Regions from separate parts of the Mus musculus genome. Here all the other regions are linked to region 2. Evidence: chromatin contacts called from public Hi-C and HiChIP or PLAC-seq data. All regions are on one chromosome and are shown on one strand. Each heading gives the region's core, a stretch centred on a gene start, on an enhancer-like site or on the middle of the called end of the contact. The rest is flanking DNA. Distances are from core to core; before and after follow the strand shown.

Region 1 (2,829 bases), core at 204-2,703, 120 kb after region 2:
AATATTATAGTTTATGATATTTATAGGGTAAATATAATACTTTAGAGAAAGATATTAATCTGTGGTGAGAAAAGGAACCCTAGTACTAAAAATGATCAATATCTTCTGGGCTTGGATGAGAATCAGGGCTGGCTTAAGGATCTACTTCCAGCGATGCTAATTAATTGTGAGTAAGTAATTGATTCACTTCCTTTGAAAAAAAAGACTAACGAGACCATATGTGGGTTGGTAGTTCTATGTAAAATGACAGCAAAAACATTCTACAAGGCAGGTTCTTGCCCCTTGCTAAGCTGTCTTCTTGAATTCTTCTTCCTATTTATTAAGGACTGCGTTGCTTACCAGTTCCGGTCGGTTCTTTTTTGTCCCGTTCCCCCCCAACCCCCACGCTTCTTTTTGATTTAGGAAATGGGTATGTATGCTTTTCTTGATGTTTTCCCACTTTTTGATACACCGAGGGCCAGCTTGAAAAAGAAACAAACAAGTTGACTGTTCGGTGTTAAGCAATAAATCTATTTTACATTTGAGTTCATTTGCATTTTGGAGCAGAAAAATTATTGGATGTGATTGTGGCCGCCATAGTTCCTCCCTGGGGCTTGCTTAAAACGGGACATCAGTCCCAGGCCTTTGGAGTCAAACCTTTTCCTGTCTTATCTTCTTTCATCTTTAATACGAGTCAGGAACAAAACAGAAGGGAAACGCTTTAAGTGAGATGGGCATAAAGAAGTGTGTGGTTTTTGTTTTTGAGCACACTTTTAAGCCTAGTTTCACTCAAATGAATTTCTCTGCAAACTAAGATTTATTAGGTACCAAGTCCAAATTCAGATATGAAACTATAATAGAAACACAAGCCCAGGGTGTTAAGGAAGAAATAAAAAGGCTTTTTGAAGATAACAATTTAAGAGAAAATTTATTCTTTTTAGGTCTCGGACCTTCCTCACATTGACTCTCTGAAAGTGTTAACCTTCACAACACCTCAGAACACCGCTATCCTGTGAGCTCCCGAAGCCAGTGGCAAGGTTGGTTTATTTTTAAATTTTTATTATTATTATTGTTGTTGTTCGTGATTCTGGGCGACCGGGGAGTTGGGCAACCGGCCCCTCCCCTCCTCTTCCCTCCCCTCCCGGGGCGCACCTTGCAAGGGAGGGGGAGGCGGCGAGGGAGGACTGGCTGTGCGCCTGCGTGCTGCGTTTGCAGCCCCCCCCTCCATCCCCAGAATACCTGTCACTGGAACCGCCCGGGCGCGAGCGCGCCACGTTAGGCCGGATGGCGGGACACGGCGCGGGGCGCGCGTGCGCGGGAGCCCACGGGGTGGGAGTGGGGTGCGCGCGCCGCTCCGCGGGGCTCGCGCCTCGGGGGGTCCGAGGGGGGCGTGGCCCGCAGCGGTGGGCGGGTCGGGGACGCGCTTGCGCACACGCGCGGTCACAGAGGGGGCGTGGCCGGGGGCGGGGCGTCAGGCGGCGCGGCCGGGGGGGAGGGCGCAACAGCTGCTGCGAGCACTTTCTGCCCCAACAGTCCCCCCGCCGGACGCCGGCCGCCCGCCCGCCCGCGCAGGGACCCCGCGCCTGCACTGTCCCCGCGCGGACGAGTAGGGGGCGCCCGCGCCGCTCCCTCGCCCCGCGCCGGAGGTGAGCCCGGCCCCCCGGAGCCTCTGTGGGGGTGGGGGTCCCGGCGCCCGCGGCCGTGGGAGGCGGGCATGGCGCGGCCCCGTCCCGGTCCCCGCGCCGTCGGGGCTAGCGGCAGACGCACAAAGGCCGCGCCGCCTCTGCCGCTCCTTCAGCCCCGCGGCTGGGCGGTGCAGCCGGACGGCCGCAGGTAAAGGGGCGCCGGGGCCGCGTCCCCACGGCTGCGGCCGCGCGTGGGGCTGGGAGGGACGGCCGAGACAATGGCCTGCCCGGCGCGGCGTGGCCGTCGGGGGTCCGGGCCCCTGCGGGAGCTGCGTCCTGCCAACCAAGGAAGGTGTTCGGTTTCACTCCCAAACTTAGAACGTCCCGCAAACTCCCGTGGGAAGTTCGTGCGGGTTGGCGGGAGGCGGCACCGCACATCCGAGGGCGCCGCCCCGTGCGCCTCAGTTTAGCCTCAACGCGAGCGGGCGCGCAGTGAAGGGCGCCCCCGCCTCAGACCCTCGGCGCACGGGAAGCGCATTCTTGGGCGGGGAGGGTGGGGGTGGGGACAGCGGGCGGGGATTTTTCCCGAAAGGTTTGCTTCCTGAAGTGAGCCGAAGTCCCGGGGGCCCACTTCTGGGACCCCCAGTGGGGGCCGGTCCGCACTCACACAGTAGTAGAAACTTTTAAACTTTTTATTGTTTGGGTCGGGGGCTCGGGGTGGTCGTTCCCAACCTTAAGGGCTGTGTCCTGTGAGCCTTAGTTTCTTTCTCTGAGAAACAGGCATTCCTGAGCATGCGTTGATTAAGGGGCACCAGCTTGGGGTCCAGGGCTGTAGGGCACCATGTGTACCCCAGGATCCCGTGGCCAGTTTCCTGGTTTGGGATGGGTTGGAGCCATTAAGTTGTATGTTTTAAGAGGCCTAGGTCTGATTTAGTTCAGGTTGATTCAATTATGTCTTCATCCCTTTTGAGGTGGTTGAATAACTTGACATGAGATTAAGGCCAACAAAAGAGGAGGCAGGGTAGCCACAGCTGCTGGCCATGCCTGGCAACTAGGTAGGGGCCTCAGGGGGCCTTTCACCTCTCTTTGTAAGAGAAAAACGTCCACAGCCTTCTTGACTACTTTTCCCAGAGTAAATCGACCACCTTGGTACCAAATTGGATATCAGATGTTAAGTTTTTGTTTCGAGAAGGATTAGTAACAGGTCTAGTTTCAAAAAAAAAAT
Region 2 (3,222 bases), core at 174-2,673:
AAAAAAAAAAAGAATCACTTGGCAGGTCCCTGCTGCTCACTCTGCCTCTCTTCATCCCTGCCCTGTCCTTCCTGCAACATGCATGGACCAACTCTCTACCACAGCATTGTCTTGGTGACAAACATCTGCCCCTCTGCCCCAGACTTACATACTACAGCCTTGGTCATACAAAGACAGAGAGACTGGCAATCCTTTAGGCAGATTCCATTCTCCCGAAAAAGGAGAATCCAGTGCACTAGCTCCCAGCATCCGTCAGCCATCGACAGCAAGGCAGAGCCATGGAGAACAAACACAGAATCTAAGAATGACTTCTTTTGAGACCGTAGACCTGGGCCAAGCAGGGGAGGGTGGAAGAAACTCATGAGTAGGGCTGATCATCTGATGGTGAATCTCTTAAGTGTATTTCCCTCCTTGTAAGAGGGGCAGTGAGATTGGGACTGGAGACGTAAGTCGGGAGCTTGCCAAATATTCATGAGGTCCCAGATCCTAACCCAGCACCATAAATAATAATCATAATCAGCATCATGACAATAATAAAACATCAAGTTCCTTCCATGGAGAAGGCTTGTCAGCAAGCTTGCTTCCCTGTGGTCATCCCTTTTCCTGGGAAACATTCCTGGATCCCCCAGGATCCCTCAAGATGACAAGGTTCCCAAGGGATTCAGCAACCCGACCTTCCCTGCACTTCTTCCTTGGCCCCTGAAATGCTGGCAATATCCCCACTAAAAATCATCTCTACAACAGACGTCCATTTTCAAATTGTGGGCTGCCTACTTCATTTAAATTGCTTTCTGTTCTACCTTCCTCGGAGCCCACAGGCATCTCTTGCAGACCAGGATCTTGTGCTCCTTGCCAGCCCTGTATGTCTGGCTCGAATTAAACTTGTGACCACCTAGTGGCCTCACAGAACTTCCCAGGAACTGCCGTCTGTCCATCACCCACTGCAGGCAGCAATAACGGATGTCGGAGTCCACACCAGTTCCTGGTAAATTTTCTTATTCCTTCCAGCCCTTCCCATGAGGCTTCAGGGACCGCTGGGAATCCTGAGTCTCTCATACAAATATTTGATCTCCCAGACATTTCACCAGTGGGTCTTCCGTCGTCAGCACTGAGTCAGCAGAGTGTCCAGAATAGATCAAAGACAGCCCCACAGTCTGTCATCGAAGACCTCCTGAGTTGCTCTGACTCAACCGGGATGCTATGAATTTTGTCCCTAAGACAGGAAAGGTGGTTGCCCAGATTGTTCTGTGTTTCATTTTTTTTAAAAAATAAGAACAGAAAAGATCTGCTAGGATCATAATCTAAGACATCAAGCATAGGGGAGCCCTCAGGAGCACTTCAAAGCAGTTAGCGAGGTGTGGTCATGTTTTTCTGCACCAGCTGGGAGGGATTCTGAGTCAGAGCTCCTGGATGTGTAACCAGGGTGGCAGAGCAATAAGAGTTACAGCTGGGATTCGAATGTAGGCTGGTGACTCATAGCCTAGAGGGTTCATCTCTATACTGAACCAGGAAGCTGCTTTCTTCTTCTTCTTCTTCTTCTTCTTCTTCTTCTTCTTCTTCTTCTTCTTCTTCTTCTTCTTCTTCTTCTTCTTCTTCTTCTTCTTCTTCTTCTTCTCCTTCTCCTTCTCCTTCTCCTTCTCCTTCTCCTTCTCCTTCTCCTTCTCCTTCTCCTTCTCCTTCTCCTTCTCCTTTTTCTTCTTCATCTTCTTCTTCTTCCTCCTCCTCCTCTTCCTCCTCCTCCTCCTCCTTCTTCTTCCTCTTCCTCCTCCTCCTCCTCCTTCTTCTTCCTCTTCCTCCTCCTCCTCTTCCTCCTTCTCCCTCTCCCTCTTCCTCTTCTTCCTCCTCTTGCTCCTCCTCTTCTTCCTCCTCCTCCACTTCTTCTTCCCCCTTTTGTTCCTCCTCTTCTTGCTCCTCCTTCTCTTGCTCCTCCTCCTCCTCCTTTTTCTCCTCCTCCTCCACCACTGCCACCACCATCATCATTCAAAAGGCCAGGAAGTGAATATCTCAGTTAGAGGGACCACACAGCCACACAGTGTGGGCCATGTAAACACTATATATCAATGGGTGAGGCCCTCTTCAAATACAATTTTGATAACAAAACAGGCAATAGAAATATCTAGTCCTAATCCCAGCATTTAGGAGACAGAGGCAGGAGGATCTCTATGAGTTCCAGGGCAGCATAGTATATATAGTAAGTTCCAGACCAGCCAGGGCTATACAGTGAAACACTGGAAGGAGTTGGAGGGTGGGGAGATAGAGGACAGACAGATGGACAGACAGGCAGAAAAAATTGGAGAAGGGAAGACAGACAGACACAGATCCTGTTCATTACCACAAAGCTATAAAAACAGGGAAAGGGGCTGCACAAACAGGGGAAGCAGGCACTGGGGCTGGGACTGTGTGTCAGGTTCTCAGAGGAATGACAGCTTGCTGAATGCTGCTGTTAGGGAGCTGGGGAAAGAGCATCCATGAGAAGAACAGGGAGATGCCAGGAAGGCTCAAAGAGGAGAGAACAGGGCTGCGGATGGAGAGTCATTGGTGCAGTTGGTAATTTCCAGGAGAGCCAGAGAGTGCTAACAGGGGCTTCATCTGCACAGCCAGCCTGCTTAGCCAACAAGCTATGAAGATGTAAATGAAAGCAGGGTCCTCGCCTCCCCAAGTTACTTCCTCTGGTTAAGGTGTCTATCACAGCACCAGGAAGGCAAACCAGGGCGCCCTCCTATGTCTTCTTGTCCCCTGAAAGGAAAAAGGAGTTTGTAACCAAAACAAAAAGCACAGAACTGCTCCTGAACCGTGCCATAGTTCAGTTTAAGTCACTGTCTTGACTCTGGGTGATACTGGGGTGACAGATAACGGTGCATCATTTGTCAATGCCTAAAGCTAAGAGGACGGAAAAGAAATCCTACAGGCATCCCCAACTTCCGAGTTCTCCGGCTTCCATGTTTCACGATGCCACTCTCACCCGCCAAATGATCGGGTATCCGGAGATGTGTCTCCTGACATCAGCCCCCACTCCCACGCTGGTGAGTCAGAACACTAAATTCATGAAGACAAATTTGATTAAGCTTCACGCTGTGGTGACCAACAGCTATTTTTCTTGAGGCATTGAATCCAAACCTCTCGGGTGTGGGGACGAATGAGCCAGGCATTGCTGGGCCAAGTCAGGGCAGGGCTTGAAGTATAAGTCTCAGCACAAGCAGAGAGCTCCTTGGTTAATCTTTT
Region 3 (3,097 bases), core at 286-2,785, 100 kb after region 2:
CCATGCAGAAGATCCACCTGCCACAGCTCGGATTAAAGGTGTGAGCCATCATGCCCAGCCTGAAATTTTCTTGTTCTGAGGAAAGATTTTTGAATATTTCCCAGAGGGTTGACTTTTTCAGTCTTGTGTTCCTTCTCACAAATAGGCATGTGCTTCACTGCCTGGCTTGAATGTGGGTGTGTGTGTGTGTGTGTGTGTGTGTGTGTGTGTGTGTGTTTACTTTTTCAGACATGATCTTGCTATGCACTCCTAGCTGGCCTCCTCCTGCCTCTGTCTTTTAAGAGTGGAGACTACAGGCACGAGTCATTCTGTCTTATTTACAGTTAAAACAAATAGAAACCTACCAGAAGGACTGCAGACAGTTTGAGGAAGCACACACCTGTGAGGCAGGGATCACGAGATTCAGATCAGCCGGAGAGAAACCCTGTCTTTAAATAAAGAGGCAAACGAACATGATGTCCTGTCCATTTGTCATGTAACATGAATCATGGCACGCGGCATGTTGAGGAGCAGATTCGGGCTTCCCCAATGTATAAAATGATACTTTTCAAAAGAGCTTGCTTATAAAACCAATTGTTGAATCAGCTGACTGTCTCCTTAGGGTTATTCTCTATTAAAACCCTCTGACCAGGAGTGGTGCTCTTTCTGTGTAATACTAGCACTTCCGAGGTTGAATGTGATTCTCTTAGGCGACAGAAACAGGAGAATTGCCATGAGTCTTACCAGGCTACACGGTGAGACCCTGTTTTTTGTTTGTTTGTTTACAAACAAAACCAACAAAAGACGAACCACAACAATAACAAAGCTCTCTGAACTTATCAAATCCAGTATCTACAAGGAAAAAAAAATGTTCTCTAAGAATTTGACATTTCCCTTAAGCTGCGATAGCTTTGCCACCTACTCTTCAAACTTGATCAATTATGCCACTTTGGATGGCTATGTAATCGAGCTTGGAAATCTCCCTCAAAGCTTTGTCTTTGGAGGACAGACCATAAACAGTTCCAGTAAATGGCACTAAAAAGGCAAGAGCTGGCCACCGAGCTTGGAATCATTTGCCTGCGAGGAGCTGAGAAAGCTGTTTTTTTTTTGTTGTTTTTTTGTTTTTTTTTAACATTATTATTATTTTTGACAGAGTCTCACTATGTAGCTAGCACTGGCTGGCCTGGGACTCACTATACAGACTAGACTGGCCTAATATTCACAGAAATCCCTCTGCCTCTGGAGGGTTGGGATTAAAGGCATGCCCTGCCAAGACAGCTATATTTTTAAATTTAGTGTTTATCTATTCCTTACTGTGATCTCCAGATACATAGCGTATGTCTGAAGTCTCAAAGCTCATTCGACATCTTTGTCTGGTAAACATTAAGACAAGAGGATATGTGTAACCGAATAGAGGAGAACACGTTAAATTAAGCGGCACCGTCTACATTCCAGGCTTTCCCACCACCATCCTGTTCGTGGACTTGGGTGTTGTGCACAGTGTGTCGGGAGAAATGGGAACTGCAGTGCCGGAAGTGGAGCTCTTCTGATACTGCTAATTAAGGAATGTGGAACCCTTCCTTTCTGAGTCAGCACCGAGGTATGTAGAACTCTGCCCTGCTCTCTGCTTACTGCATGGAAGTTTAGAAATAAAACCAGAGTGTCTTGTCATTTAGCATTTAAGAAGCAGGAAGGAGGTGCTGTGTGTGTGTGTGTGTGTGTGTGTGTGTGTGTGTGTGTGTGTGTGTGTGTATGCGCGCGCACGCTTTCTTAGATGTTTCTTGATCTTTGAAAGCCTTTATGGCAGCTGGTCCTTTTATCATCTGGCCATATTTACAACATAGGTTCTAATGACACAGTGCTGTCCCAAAAGAACATTGCATGCACCGGTACCAAGCATGGCTTTTTCAGCTGCTAAAGTTTCATAGCAAGAGAAACATCTTATTAGGTTGTTAGATCCTAGTTTTAAGTTTCTTTTTTGTCAAAGACATCTTTGATTTCAAAGGTTTTTACCGGCAGGTTTATGGAAAATAGAGAAAAACAGGAAGTGGAGAAAAGGTCATTCGTATCCCATTATTGAAAAAAAAAATGACTATTCAGAACTAGCCTGAACAAATTTGAAGTGCATGTAAATAGAATAGCAAAAAATAGCAAACTGATTCTCCTGTAACCCAGGACCCAGTTCTATAATTTCAACGTGTTAACCACAACTGTTTCAATTCAATTCTCCCGTCATCTGGTAAAGTATTATAAATTCTAATTTATCATGTCAGTTTTCTATAGGTTTCTGCATACATCTCTAAACACCATATAGCTTCACATGAATTAGTAACGAACGATGTACATTTTACAGATACTTTGTTGGTCTATTTAATTCATACTAAAACTTTCCATGATTAGAAAATCCCTTCAGTTCTTTTTTGTTTATTTATATGTGTATATGCACACACCACAGAACACATACAAAGTTGATCAAAGAACAACTTTTGGGAGTGAGTTTTTTTTTAACCTTTTTAAGTCCTGGGAATTGAACACAGGTCATCTAGCCTGGAACCCAATGTCTTTACCAGCTGAGTTGTCTCCCTGGCCTGATTTAAATTGTTTGTTTGTGTTTTTTTGGGGGGGTTGTTTGTTGTTTTGTTTTGTTGAGACAGGGTTTCCCTGCCTGCCCTATAACTAGCTTTGTAGTTCAGGCTGGCCTGGAGCTCACAGAGATCCATCTGCCTCTGCTGGGATTAAAGGAAGTCTGCCACCGCTGCCTAGTGGTTTAAATTCTTGTTTGTTTTTGTTTTCTCTTTGAGATAGTCTTGTTAGGAAGCCTAGGCTGGTCCTCTTGTCTCAGTTTCCCAATGGCTGATTTCAGACTTGGATCATCTCCATTTAAATATTTGCATGTGTACAGACACACACACAAACAAACACTTTTTCTTCTTTCTTCCTTTCTTTCTTTCTTTCTTTCTTTCTTCCTTTCTTTCTTCCTTTCTTTCTTCCTTTCTTCCTTCCTTTCTTTCTTTCTTTCTTTCTTTCTTTCTTTCTTTCTTTCTTTCTTTCTCTCTTTCTTTCTAAAAAAAATCTGTAGGACTGGAGAGATGGCTCAGTGGTTAAGAGCCCTGGTTGC

What was found. A called contact is a pair of places that touch in the nucleus more often than the background predicts. HiChIP or PLAC-seq counts read pairs in DNA pulled down with a chosen protein or histone mark.
Region 1: a BATF HiChIP or PLAC-seq map of CD8 T cells shows a contact between it and region 2, with 13 read pairs. The contact joins the promoter of Zfp217 here to the enhancer-like site in region 2. A contact is called at or near these places in 2 of 39 promoter capture datasets (embryonic stem cells and macrophages), 4 of 15 datasets of contacts at CTCF or cohesin (CD8 T cells, the NIH/3T3 cell line, large pre-B cells and 1 more), 62 of 484 Hi-C or Micro-C datasets (the 63-12 cell line, the AML12 cell line, B cells and 39 more), 45 of 115 datasets of contacts at active chromatin or transcription factors (the 230-238 cell line, CD8 T cells, DN3 thymocytes and 31 more) and 5 of 9 other capture datasets (adipose tissue, embryonic stem cells, liver and 2 more).
Region 3: a contact with region 2 is called in a Hi-C map of muscle stem cells, with 1.9 times the contacts expected there. The contact joins two enhancer-like sites. A contact is called at or near these places in 12 of 39 promoter capture datasets (the 3T3-L1 cell line, the C10 cell line, the HPC-7 cell line and 6 more), 1 of 15 datasets of contacts at CTCF or cohesin (CD8 T cells), 14 of 484 Hi-C or Micro-C datasets (B cells, the C2C12 cell line, LSK cells and 8 more), 31 of 115 datasets of contacts at active chromatin or transcription factors (the 230-238 cell line, CD8 T cells, DN3 thymocytes and 20 more) and 5 of 9 other capture datasets (adipose tissue, embryonic stem cells, liver and 2 more).

Annotation. Positions count from the first base shown.
Region 1 is chr2:170,129,844-170,132,672 of GRCm38.p6, reverse strand. It overlaps Zfp217 (zinc finger protein 217), which reads left to right and starts at 1,453. Exons shown (of 6, transcript NM_001033299.3): 1 at 1,453-1,625.
Region 2 is chr2:170,246,047-170,249,268 of GRCm38.p6, reverse strand. No RefSeq gene overlaps it. Among named protein-coding and RNA genes, the nearest start is that of Gm17619, 54 kb to the right of the region's middle. Within about 2 kb of position 1,423, at least 106 of the 459 cell types and tissues checked have an H3K27ac peak or open chromatin away from gene starts, as enhancers often do. A contact at or near this core is called in the 63-12 cell line, the C2C12 cell line, CD8 T cells and 16 more, where this site is marked.
Region 3 is chr2:170,146,344-170,149,440 of GRCm38.p6, reverse strand. It overlaps a transcript of Zfp217 not described here. Among named protein-coding and RNA genes, the nearest start is that of Zfp217, 17 kb to the right of the region's middle. Within about 2 kb of position 1,535, at least 155 of the 459 cell types and tissues checked have an H3K27ac peak or open chromatin away from gene starts, as enhancers often do. A contact at or near this core is called in the C2C12 cell line, CD8 T cells, the N1E-115 cell line and 3 more, where this site is marked.